2 separate regions of the Anas platyrhynchos genome follow, and region 2 is linked to region 1. Evidence: chromatin contacts called from public Hi-C data. All regions are on one chromosome and are shown on one strand. Each heading gives the region's core, a stretch centred on a gene start, on an enhancer-like site or on the middle of the called end of the contact. The rest is flanking DNA. Distances are from core to core; before and after follow the strand shown.

The links. A called contact is a pair of places that touch in the nucleus more often than the background predicts.
Region 2: a contact with region 1 is called in a Hi-C map of subcutaneous adipose tissue, with 1.9 times the contacts expected there. The contact joins the promoter of DEPTOR here to the enhancer-like site in region 1. A contact is called at or near these places in 4 of 8 Hi-C or Micro-C datasets (liver, skeletal muscle, small yellow follicle and 1 more).

What each region holds. Positions count from the first base shown.
Region 1 is chr2:13,373,000-13,378,831 of IASCAAS_PekinDuck_T2T, forward strand. It overlaps DEPTOR (DEP domain containing MTOR interacting protein), which reads right to left. Exons shown (of 10, transcript XM_027452647.3): 6 at 2,898-3,083; 7 at 2,144-2,278. Among named protein-coding and RNA genes, the nearest start is that of COL14A1, 43 kb to the left of the region's middle. Within about 2 kb of position 1,877, at least 8 of the 8 cell types and tissues checked have an H3K27ac peak or open chromatin away from gene starts, as enhancers often do. A contact at or near this core is called in small yellow follicle and subcutaneous adipose tissue, where this site is marked.
Region 2 is chr2:13,425,587-13,431,915 of IASCAAS_PekinDuck_T2T, forward strand. It overlaps DEPTOR (DEP domain containing MTOR interacting protein), which reads right to left and starts at 1,421. Exons shown (of 10, transcript XM_027452647.3): 1 at 1,262-1,421; 2 at 773-868. The coding sequence starts at 858.

The DNA.
Region 1 (5,832 bases), core at 627-3,126:
AACCATGTACACAGGACTCCCTTGCATGCCACCCTTCATTATACCCTCAGAAATTTTGTTTGATGACTGTTTTCCTACATGACTGGTCAAGTCATGACCTGTTTGTTTTAAAAGTCCTTGCCTGTAACAGAACTCAGCTGACAAGATGCCTGTCTCCTGTTTATTACTATAAAATTCAGCAACATGCTCTGGTTCTGGATAGCAGGAAACTATTGGTGAAAATATCGCTTTATAGTCCAGCAGAGGTTTGAGAATTCCTCCATAACATTTACATCTGACAGCCTTATGTTAACCTCTTCAAGGTGGTGTGTGGATCTGTAGCTGTGCTACAGGAGAAATTACCCTAGGGGAAGTTGCATTTAAAAAAAAACAACAATAATTTATGGAAGGGCAACATCAGCCTATCCTTTTTCTTCCAGTGTTGTGTAATCAGCTGCATTAAAATAAACTTGTTCTCACTACTCATGGGTTGACACTTCATATATAATCAGAATCATAAATGAATGGAATACCTGGCATACTTCAGATAATGCACACATTTATGGACAGCACATGAATGCTGGTTTATCTGTCCCAGAAAATTTTCCAGGATGCAATTATGGTGTACTGGGGCCAGGGGCTAACCACACCAAACCTATCAGAGTGTTTCTAGGTAGTATACCTGACACATATTTTGCCAAGATACAATGCTGTGGCACTTTTTATAGAGGGGCAAACACGTGGGAAGGTGACATTGAGCACCCAGCAGCAGCGTACTCTGAGTGTGCAATGACCAAGAGCACCGAGAGCGCTCCCCAGAAATGAACAGCAGGTCCAGTGTATGGGGTTATGCTTCTGGTCATGCAACCACCCTCAGTCCTTCAGATGATTTTAATTTAGACCCTCGTCCTCAGTTCCCAGCAGAGCCTAAAGAGAGGGAAGGAAATGTGCTAACAGCAGAAAGAGCATGTCCCTGTAACTACACCTGTGTTTCTGATGGCCACTCTGCACAACGGGGATGAAATGCACTTACTCATCTCCAGAGCGAATTGTCAGCGTTTTGAACAAGTCTCACATAGTGCTTGACGCACTCTCTAGCAGTCACTTGAAATGCCAGCATCCCTTTGAAGGAGAAGCTGACAGTCATCCACTGAAGCCTTCCACAGATGTACAATGCTGCCCACACCATCAGCAGGGACACAGCAGCGAGCTCCTTGGAGTGTGCTCACGTCTGTGCAAGATCACTGCTTTCCCACCTCCCTTTAGCAGGCTGGTGCAGGGCAAAAGCAACCCCCTCACATACCTTGCACAATGGCATAGGTGTCCCCTCCTCCAAACAAGCAAGAATCCCAAAATTGACCTCCTGCCCATCAGTTGTACACACCCCTCTAGCCAGAGCAGAACTGGGAATTTGTACTAAATCCAAAATATTAAGGAGCACAAAGGGCAACATGGACTTTGAACTTCAGGGCTCTTTCTGAGGGAAATAGAGAGGCTGAAACAACATCCATCCCAGTCTGTTTTCCCCTCCACAGATGTACAATAAGAAACAATTTTAACCAAGCTGTAGAAGAATGGGTGTGTTTAACCTTCCGGCATGGGATAGGAAATCCTTTCAAAAGGAAAATAAGCTTCACCACTGCTTTTACCTTCCCAAACAAACCAGTGCAAGACCTAAACAAATGAAAACATTGAAATGGTCTTTGAGAGGCTCAAACAATGCTTCCTCCGGTTTTGGATGCTGCTGTTTTCTGAGCTGTGCTATTTCACAGTGGCCACTGGACAGTTAAACCCTCCCATGACTTACGCCAAAGGAATGTCTCAAGGAGGAGGCTTGCATCGGCCCAGGGCTTGGCAGTGCAGAGGCGAAGCTGAGTCTCTGCCTGCATGTCCTCCTCAGAGATAAATTGCAGCTCCAACCACAATTATAGGCTTGGTGCAGAGATTATGGGAGGCAGACGTCTGGCTTGCATTCGGCAGGACTTCAGGCTGGGTGATGCTAACAGTTCCCCCCTGGCCTTAAAAAACCATGGTGCTGTGAATTTTTAATCTATCCTTGAAAAGATAAACCTAGACGTGACGTTAGGCATTCCTCACATCTCCTTGTCCCCAGACAAATGCCCGTGCCTGTCGCCTGTGCATCAGAAGCGATGCTGGTGCTTACCAGATTTGGGGTTGCAGAGCACGGGGGGGCTGCTGCTGAGCGTTGGGCTGCTGCTGAAGTACCCGCTGCTGCCACAGCTGCTCATGCTGCTCCTCCGCACCGCCGACACGATCTTTATCTCCTTGGTGGGACTCACTGCACGCCCCGAGAAAACACAGGGAGAAAGGGAACCGGTGTCCATTATTAGATGCATTTCTCCAGGTTCTTTAAGACACAAAGCCATGCTTTCACCTTCCTAAGGGGTAAGCGTGTTGTACACAGAAGGGTCACTGCGTGAGTATAACACCACAGCTAACATGACAGCTGAACTGCTCCCATAGCAGGATTTTCTAGGAGGCATTTCAGTACAGAGAAATAAGCTTTTCTACTTCCCATTTATTCTTTCATTTCCTGCTTGATAGCACTGTACAGCAAACACTGCAGGATCCCTTCCCCTCATTTTTCTCAAAACCAGCATAGAGTATATGGCAAATTACTCTGGGTTTAGGGGGATTTGAATCCATTCTGTTGGATCGTGGACACTAATTTTTGACCAGCAAGCGAGCTGTTATTTATACAGGAGCAAAAACCACCACAGAGAGCTAAAGATTTGGTAAACTGAGTAAAAGCACAATCCCTGTGAAGAGGGATATGCAATACCCTGCTCTGTTTTTTTTCAGATAAACACTGAAATCCCTCTCACAAAAAGGATGCTAAAGGATATTTAGCATCCCATGGAGTCACTCTACAGACAGCAGTAGAGTTGATGAGTCACCTGAGAGAAAACTGGTGTGTTTTCTGTTGTCATGGTTCTGCTTGCGCAGGCAAAAGGGGCTGTCATGGCTTTCTGGCATCAGGCGAGACTTCTCAGTGAGCAGCTCCATCAGCCGCCGCCGCCGGCGGAAATTCATTCTGCACTGGTAGAGCAAGTTGCTGTCCATAAAATGGTGCTTGTTGGACACTGGAAAAAGAAATGGATAGATGTGATTGCTTGGTGGGACTGAAATTTGAGTATACCTGTCTGCCACATGTGCCCTCCCACCAGGAACACTTGCACCTCTTTCCTCCCAGTTGCAGACTCAGAAATGGGGCAAGGTGGCTTCACACAGGTGGCTTCAACATGAATGCTTTTATAGGGTCGGTAACACAGGAGGAACCTCAGCAGCCACAGCTGCAAGGCATCTTTCAGAGCACCTTGATTAATGGCAAGCACTCATTTTTGTCGAGTGGAAGTGGAAGCACTCCAGCACTCTGCGACAGGCTGCGTGACGCCCCTCTGGGTGCACACTGTGTGCCACGCGGAGCTGTGCTCACCAGACTCACATCCCTCCCTCCCCTGAGCCTTGTGCCTCGATCTCAGGCGGCACCGAGAAGCTGGCCGCCCTGCCTGCCTCCGTCAGAGCCACGGGGCAGCAGAAAAGGGAGACCTGTGCGTTTCCTCTGTCTTATCCACCACAGACACGGTGTCCCAGCCACTTCCTGCATCCCGCTTCCTCTCCTTTGCACGCATATACGCAAGGTTTGGGAACAGGCACCTGGCCAAAAATCGTTTCTAACGTAACCAGCAGAAGTCTTAATTACAACCTGTTTGGACGCTGAGAGCAGATCCCAGGTTGCTGGGGGACTGAGTGTGCCCACTGACCGCAGCCTGGCCGCAGTGTCTGCGTGGCTGCTGTTGCTGTTTCTCAGTGGTGATGTAAAATGCAGCAGTTGGCCCGAGCTCTGTGCCAGGTCCCTGAAGAGCTCTGACTCCTGCAGTGCTGGACTGCAGCAAGCTCTCCTGAGCAGCCCCTGCGTTAGCACTGCAGGATCCTAAATAGCTGCAGGAGACGTTTTGGCTGCGTTCTCCCCGTCCTCACTCAGCTCTGATCACGTTCCACAGAAATGACTTCCCGCGGCTGATCGTTCCCGTGAAGGATCTACCTCCTGGATTTACCCCGTTTAGAAATTGCATTTCTTCCCAGATTGGCTCACGAAGGCTGGCGGGCTGGATGTATTTACAAGTAATGCATAAACAACACCACGGATACGCGCTCAGACAGCAGCCAAGCCTGACGCTTGGCAAACATGACAGGCACTCGGCCTCAGCCTCTGCTGCAGGCGCTGCGCCGGGGCCTCGCTCTCAGCTCTGCCCGGCACCTGCGATCCAAAAGCAGCAGAACCCAGTGTGCTGTGCCCAATCTGCAGCCCTCAACGTGCTCTTTGATCTCATCCCTTCTTTCACACCCCTCAACACGTTCCTTCTTCCTCTCACCCCTTCTGAATACCTTAGGAGTTTGTAGCAGGAGCCTTGCGTGATAGCCTTGCAAAAAAGGCTGGATTTAAGCATGCACTTCCTCTGTCTTTTGACACCAGTGAGGAAGGAATGGCCTCAAAGAGCCCAGACATCTCCTGCAGCAGCTTCTGGTCTCAGACACCATGTTCATGCCAGGGAGGTGAAGTGGCTTACACTTACTTCCTTAGAAGAGGCCAGCCTAGCTGTGATGCTCAGGGCTCAGCCCTCCACTCGGGCACAGAAGCTGCCATATGGGGTCAGACTGTGAGTCCCTCTCACGGAGGAGCCTAGAGAAGCTTGTCTCTTGCTTGCCTGGGCCACTGCCAGAGATGGGACACTGCACAGATGGACCTTCTGCCTCTGGGACACAGGGAATAATCAGGGCACAGGAGCTTCATGAACTGCATGTGCCTGTGCACCCTCCACGAGCCACATGGCTTTGCTAAGTCCCATTTAGCACCGCAAGCAATTCATCCGTGTGTCCTGACACCTTCATTACTGCAGGCACATGCTGCTGCTGCGCTCATCGCTTCGGACATATATAGCATGCGGTGCTATTAAGCAGCACTCGCTAACGATCACTATTTTTGAAGAAAGGAAATCGAGGAGGAGAGATCTGGAGCCTTGCCTACATCCACAAAAGGATTTGCTGTCTGAGACAGAATTAATACGTTGGTGTTCCCAGCCATCACTCTCGTTTTCAGACCACTGCCACAAGTAAAAGTATTCTAATAATAGAATACCACAGGATTATAGAATAACCTGATACAAATAAAAACTAAATTTAAATGAATAAATAAATAAATACACTTAATTTTTTTTTGTGATGACATCTTAAAAGAGTTCACTGAAACTTAAAAAGAAAAGCACCACTTAGTCAGCATGCTACTGGGGTTCATAATCTTAAATGAAAGGGGACCCCACAAATACTCACCTGGAAGCAGAATTACTAAATGTTTGCCATATAAGAAATATCAGCATGGTTTCTGATTCAATTTAAATATTGTGACACTGCAGCCCTTAAGAAAAACAATTCTGTTCTGTTTGTGCCGTTAACTGAAGTGCCCTGACAGCCTTCAGAAATTATGATAATCAGAGATCAACACATGCTTGATTTGCAGACACCATAAAGCACTCAAATTCTGGACTAATTAATAATTGACCATGAAACCACAGAATATAACCTCTTTATACCATGATACTGGAGCATTTTAGAATAACAATGTTTGTTTTGACTAAATATTGTAACATCACATGCTTACAATAGTGAAACTTAGGTCTTATATTGAAGTAACTATTTTACTCCATGGAAGGGTGAATTTTTATGCAATAAATGAAGACAAGTGTAAAAGATAAGAACAATTACTGTATGTTGTAGAGTATTTGTACGTGGTTTGCGTGATGAATGGCTTGTAGCCCCAATGCTTATAAGAAG
Region 2 (6,329 bases), core at 171-2,670, 52 kb after region 1:
CCAGTGACACACACAGCACACGATAACCACGGGCTTTTTCCTCCTGAATCACAAGACGCTGCACCAGCGAACCGAACGGCTGAACATCTCTTTTCCCCTCCGTAGTGCACGGGTACAGATGGCACACTAAACACACCACAGAAATTACAAATTAACTGAGTCAGGCATTTCTGTTAACAGTTTCCGTGCTGCGCACAGCTCCGGGCGTGCAGCACCGAGCGCTGCTGCCGGCGGTGCCGGCGGGGATCCCCTTGCACCCGCTGGGGTGCAGGGCAGCGGGGGAGCAGGGAGCAGCCCTGTGGGGCATGGGTGTTATGGGACCACCAGAGAAAAGCAGGGGTGGTGTGGGACCACCGGAGAAATGCAGGGATGGTGTGGGACCACTGCAGAGGTGCAGGGACAGTGCGGGACCACCGCAGAAGCCCAGGGATGGTGCGGGACCACCGCAGAGGGACAGGGACGGTGCGGGACCACCGGAGAAACGCAGGGGTGGTGCGGGACCGCCGCAGAAGTGCAGCGGCAGCACTTGACTCGTGATTTGGGTTTTCCCCCCTCCCCACTGCCCATTTCTCCCAGGCTGGGCTGCCGGCAGAAGGTGACCCCGAGGTGGGGGTGTCCAGCAGCAGCCCCCCGAGCCCCTCCGCTGACAGAGCGGCCCCCGGGGTCCTGCAGGCAGCAGGGCAGGTGCTGGGCTGCCGGACCTCCCCCGTCTCCCCCCTTTTGGGGACGCCCCCCCCCCCGGCACCGGGGAAGGGGACAGGGCGCCTCTTACCGCAGCTGCTCGCCGGTGAGCAGGACCTCGGCCATGTGCTCCAGCTCCGCCGCTTTCTGCTGCATGCTGCTCATGCCCTCCTCCATCGCCGCCGGCCTAAGGGCACAGCACCCGGGCTTCAGCGCCGGGTCCCCGCAGCCCCCAGCCCCCTGTCCCCACCTGCAGGGGACAGGCAGGTCGCCGTCTCGCCTGGCTCCCCCCCCGGCAGTCCCCACACACACACACACCCCCAGCCCGCCCCGCTTTCCGTGTTATTGTGTCACGGGCGGGGAGAGAAAACGCAAAGGCAGCAGCGTCCCCCCCCGGCTGTCACACGGCGGGGGAGCCGCGGCTTCGTCCCCACGGCAAAGGGGACGGGCCCGGGGGGCTGCCAGCACACTCACGGGGAGCCCCCGAGCCCGGTTTGGCCTCTCAGGGGGCGATGCAGCCCCCCAGGATTAGCCCCATGTGGGGTGCTGACAGGACTCCCCCCCCCCCCGCTCGCCTCACCTCTTTGTCCCTCGGGCGGCGGAGGGGGAAAAGCCCTGAGGGGGCTGAGGAGAATTTGCTGTCAGAATTCAGTCCCGGCGGTGGGAAGGCAAGTGGCAGGTCGTGAGCACCGCCGGTCAACATTTCTGAGAGAAAAATAAATAAATGAAGCACACCGGGATGGACCAAAGTCCTGGATCGCTCGCCGCCTGCACGCCTTCACACACTGCGTGTGCGTGGAAAAATTGCATGTCTTAGCATTACTGTCATCATTTCAAGACCATAGCTACAGTTTCAGAACCAAAAATTAGGAGGGAAACAAATGGACCTGGTACAAATCAGGCTGGAAACAAAGAGGAGGAGGTAGTGCTATGCGCAGCCCCCAAGAGACTGGGAGCATTTATTAGCAAAGGAGGCTCTGGGTATACAAGAACAGACTTGGAGTCAAGGAAAAAATGGACAAGTACTTGGAAAAGAAATGTACAGAGGGTTAGTAAGCAGACAGCAGCCCTATCCAGCTCAGGAAATTCTCTGTGCTAAAAATAATTGAAAGCTAGGCAAAGTTTCATGTATGCTTTTTCTGCTGTTCCCTAACAACTGCTAAAGCCACTTGTGAGATGAGCGCTGGACCAGATGGACCTTTGGTTCAACCCCGTGTCGTCATTTCAGTGAACGTCTTATCATCTCTGACAGACCCCAGTGATCTGTGGATGGCAAAGGGAGCAAACCTGAATCTGCCTTTGTGTCATCTGTGGGATGGGCCAGGGAGGGAGGACACCTTGGGGTTTTAAGCACTACAGCTTGAACTTGCCTCCTGCGAATTCAGAAGACATCAGTTTAATCTGAATACTTGCAAATTCCCCCTAACTCCACTCAATCTAAAACATATAAAGTACACATTCACAGAGCTGGAGACAAAAGGGAATTGAAACAACCATCTCATCTGACCTTATCTTTAAGAAAAAGAATTTGCAGAGTAATTTTTATCAAGCTCTTGATCACATGACCGAGGCGAAGAAATTTCAAGACAATGCTATTGTACATTGCAGACCATTTCTACGTATGCCCTCGGCTCCATCAGCTGGGTTTGGCTGATTGAGCCGCTCTCCATCTCTAAAAGGGGGAAATGCCACCTGCTCTGCTCTGCCTGCTCATCCTTGCCTGGTGCCTTTGGCTAATTTTCACACTTTTAGGACCTCTGCTGCAGTTCAATTCACTAAACAGGCAGCAAAGTCACAGAAAGTGGATTGCTCCTTCTGAGCTAGCGAGCAGAGCTGTGCTGTGGGATCCCAAGAGTGCTGGAGGTGACACAGGGACAGGGTAGGCCTGGGCTGCTGGGAGCAGGAACAAAAGAGGAGGAAGAAGGAGAGGAAGAAGGGGAAGGATCTGACCTTAGGCAGTGACAAGCTACCAGCTTGATTCAGGGTGCGTGTGGAACTGCAGCCAGAAATGTGTATCTCTCCTCGCATTTCGGATTATTCTTGCAGGTCAGTGCAATTTCCTGTACTGAATTATTTAATGGTTATACACTACCATGTTTGCCTTTGCGCGCTGATGTCCCCTTCGTAATTTGTTCCACATGTTCACACTGAGACTTCTTACAGCTACAGTGTGCTTAAGAATAAGGGATTAGGCATCAGTCACCCCAAATCTGATGTCACTCCAAAACGGCTGACTAACATAAACCCAACGGGTCATGGTTCAGTCAAGGGCCAGTAATAAGCTACATAAAATAACCCATTTGGATGTTTGTAGCGTGTATGTTCTTAGTGTACAGACTGCTATAGAAACATAAGATTAGCAAAAGATTAAACTGTCTCGAGCCTCCCTCCCAGGACAGAATGGCCACCAAACCATGGCACGCACTGAGTCTGACATCCTGGCAGCAAAGGTGCTGAGCAGGGGCAAGAGACATCCCTCTGAGGTAACCTCCGGGAAGCAGGTTGATTTTTATGTTTTATTTTCTTAATAAACATGGGAACAATTTCAGGAGTCGCTGTTTATTTTAGATATGAATATGTACTTGAATTTTACCTCAGCACGGCTGGAATTAAGTGATGTTAAGGTAGCAAGCTAACACTGAGGCGTTCCTCACCCAGGAGCATGGCAAAGCTTTGAGCTGGAGCCCTGGGACATTTTAAAAGTCACCCTCCACAATATCAAGGGTAACAAGACCTGCATAAGTCTGGTGGAGAGTCAGCACCACACGCATCAAGGGAAACTCAGGTGTCTTCCAGTGACTTGAGGCTCTCTGGGAGGCAGCACGGCCCTAGGCTGCACAAGGAGACAATGGCTTTCTGCGGGACACGATGTAGAACAGGGACTTTGTATCCGAGTCCTGATTTTAGAAAGCATCCTAGTCATTTGTATCAACTTTCTTATCTCATTGAGTAAATGTACAAATGGTGAAACATAAATGTTTACAGAGCGAAATAAGAATATTGCATACAGAACACTGTTTAAAGAATATTGCATCTGTCACCTAACTTTTGACCTGATAAATTAATCTGAGATTCGATAAACTAATTCTTTAGTCCCACTAATTATTTTTCTGCAAGTTTAATTTAAAGCGAGACCTTCACATTAAAAATTTACCAATATTCATATACACACTTCTCATTCCTGCTCTAGCATTGTTTGCATAAGATTGTTTGTCTTTTCCTTGCTGGGATGACTAGAGCTTTTGAAACAGGAAAATAACAGACAAATCATTAAGGCATTGATTATCTCATGCAAAAGATGCTGAAGCTCTTCAAGGAGAAAAGACATTAGCAGGTGAGCTGTTCGATTGGTTTACAGTTTGTTGTTTTTTTCTTCCTGACATCTTTTGTGTGAGAGCCAGCATTATGTAAACCTCAAATTGAAAAATACTTGGTTCCTCTCTTACTGAGGAAGACGTACAAAATTGGGTTTTGCCCTTTAAGTAGACCTTTTAATTAAGTAGCTCTTGCAACACTCCTGGAAAATTAGTGTGGGGGCTTTTTTCTATATTCCCATGCTTATTTGCAAAGAGAAGTCACTTGTCTTTGTGCTTCAATTGGTTAACTTCCTTAGTACCAGGGGCCTGGCAAGGGAAACCAGAGGAACTACCAGGTATTGTCCAGCCTGCCCTCCTCTTTTCATGGTACGTACAATAGTATTTCCCATTCTTGGCAGTGCATAGATTACATTCAGTGCTGTTCATTTGCTGCTCCAAGTTCGAACAATTTAACTTGTCTGCTAGAAACTGGTCAGAAGAATCAGTGCTTGTGTGATTCAAAGGGCTGAATGCATCTGGCCAAGCTAATTTTAGTCTTGTGATAAACCACAGGAAAAGTTAGTGAGTTTTCAGGAAAAAAAAAAAAAAAAAAAAAAAAAGCATGTTGTAAACTTCTCTTTTTCTAATATAACATCCAAGTTCCTGCAAAATCCACCATGGTGAGATAACTGGAGGGTTTTATCACAATCCGTCTAACATTTCCACACTTGAGTGAGGCTTGTATCTGTTCAGATTCTTACATTTCATGTGTCACTGACCGTGCAATTGTTATAATAATAAGCTGAAGTGCACAGAAAAAGGCATTCTGATCCTGAGATATGCAGAGATGATCTGTAAGGGGCTTTCCGAGCCTGTCCTTGCTCAGTTTTTTAATTTTGTGTTAAATGTGCAAGTACTGACTGGGCCAAAGACAGTGAGACCCCAGTGCAGGCTCATGGCTAAAGCACTGCCATGAGATGGATGCACATTCTAGTGCTTGCTCCTGTCAACAGAGAAATATTTTATGCAAATGAACAGCTTTGAGAAAAGGAAAGAAAGAAAGAGAGAAATCTATGTCAGACCTGCAGACTCGATAACTCTGTTGATAATACACTCTGCTAAACTAGCTTTTTTTTTTGTTACCCGATGTGTAGTTGTTTTCTACACTCTCAGTGATGACATTTGTTTTTGTTTTTTTTACACTAGAGTCCTTCTATGTATCTATTAGACCTGGAATTGTTTCCATTTTCTCTTATTTTGCATGTTTAGTAGTTTTGTAACAATTTCAAATTTTGAGCATCACGAGAATATTCCCCTGTCAAAAAGCACCTGTAAAACTGGTGGAAATCTAAAATCTTCGAAGATTTCATATGCATTTCCATTAGTTCTTGTATTGTTTTTGTTTTGCTCTCTCTTATTTTATTCTGCATTTAACTGACAGTAATTGTGAACTCACTCAGCCTGCACTTTGCCTACGTCACATGTGTAGCCCAGGCTGTAGTACGAGACTTTCAGTATCCAGGTTATTGCACGGGCTAGGGGTGTGACTCAGCTGGCAAGTGCGCCTAACAGCTGAAAAGAAGCTTGCTTCTAAACCACATCCCAGGCGTGAAGACAACACCTACTAGCTAAATGGTAAGAGACACTTTCTTAAGCTGTCTCCCAGCTATATCCGTGCTGATGTGCTCTGATATCTGGCTGCAAGATCAATAAGGTTTGCCTAAACCACTGTGGCCTGAACCGACAGTTTGACTCTGCACTGTAACCACCCTTGAACCCAGGCACTTTGTTTTTTTCTCCCTTGAGAGGCAACACCTAAGGGCTGAGATCCAGTCTACGACATTGCTCCTTACTAGACCTTTTCTACCTTTTTCTGTTTCTCAGCCCCAGTTGCTGTTGGCTAACTGTTGCCATCCCCGGGGTGCCCACGATGGAGCACACACTGCTGTAGGCAATCTGGCTCTTCCCTGCCCAAAGGAGGGCACCGCAGGGATTAGGGGAGGTGGTGGCTGCAAGCAGGTGGCGTGCACCCATCTGTAGAGGTATTTTTCTGGTGGCTGGGACAGATGCAGAGAGGCTGATGGGCTGCCAAACAGCTGCTGCTACGAGGTAGGCTCCTACCCCCCTCGGAGCGGTGAGGCATTTAACAAAGACAAGCACTCTTTGTCGAGCAGTACTCCACAGAGCAGAGGTTTCAGCGCCGTCTCCATCGTTAACCACATCACATCCTGCCGTTGGGTAAGGCCATGCAGCACGCAGACAGCCTGGTGCTGGGGAGCGTCCGCCAGAGAAGCTCTTCCTCAGGTTGGTGGGCCTCAGGCACAGGCACAGCACATTGCACTCATGCCACCA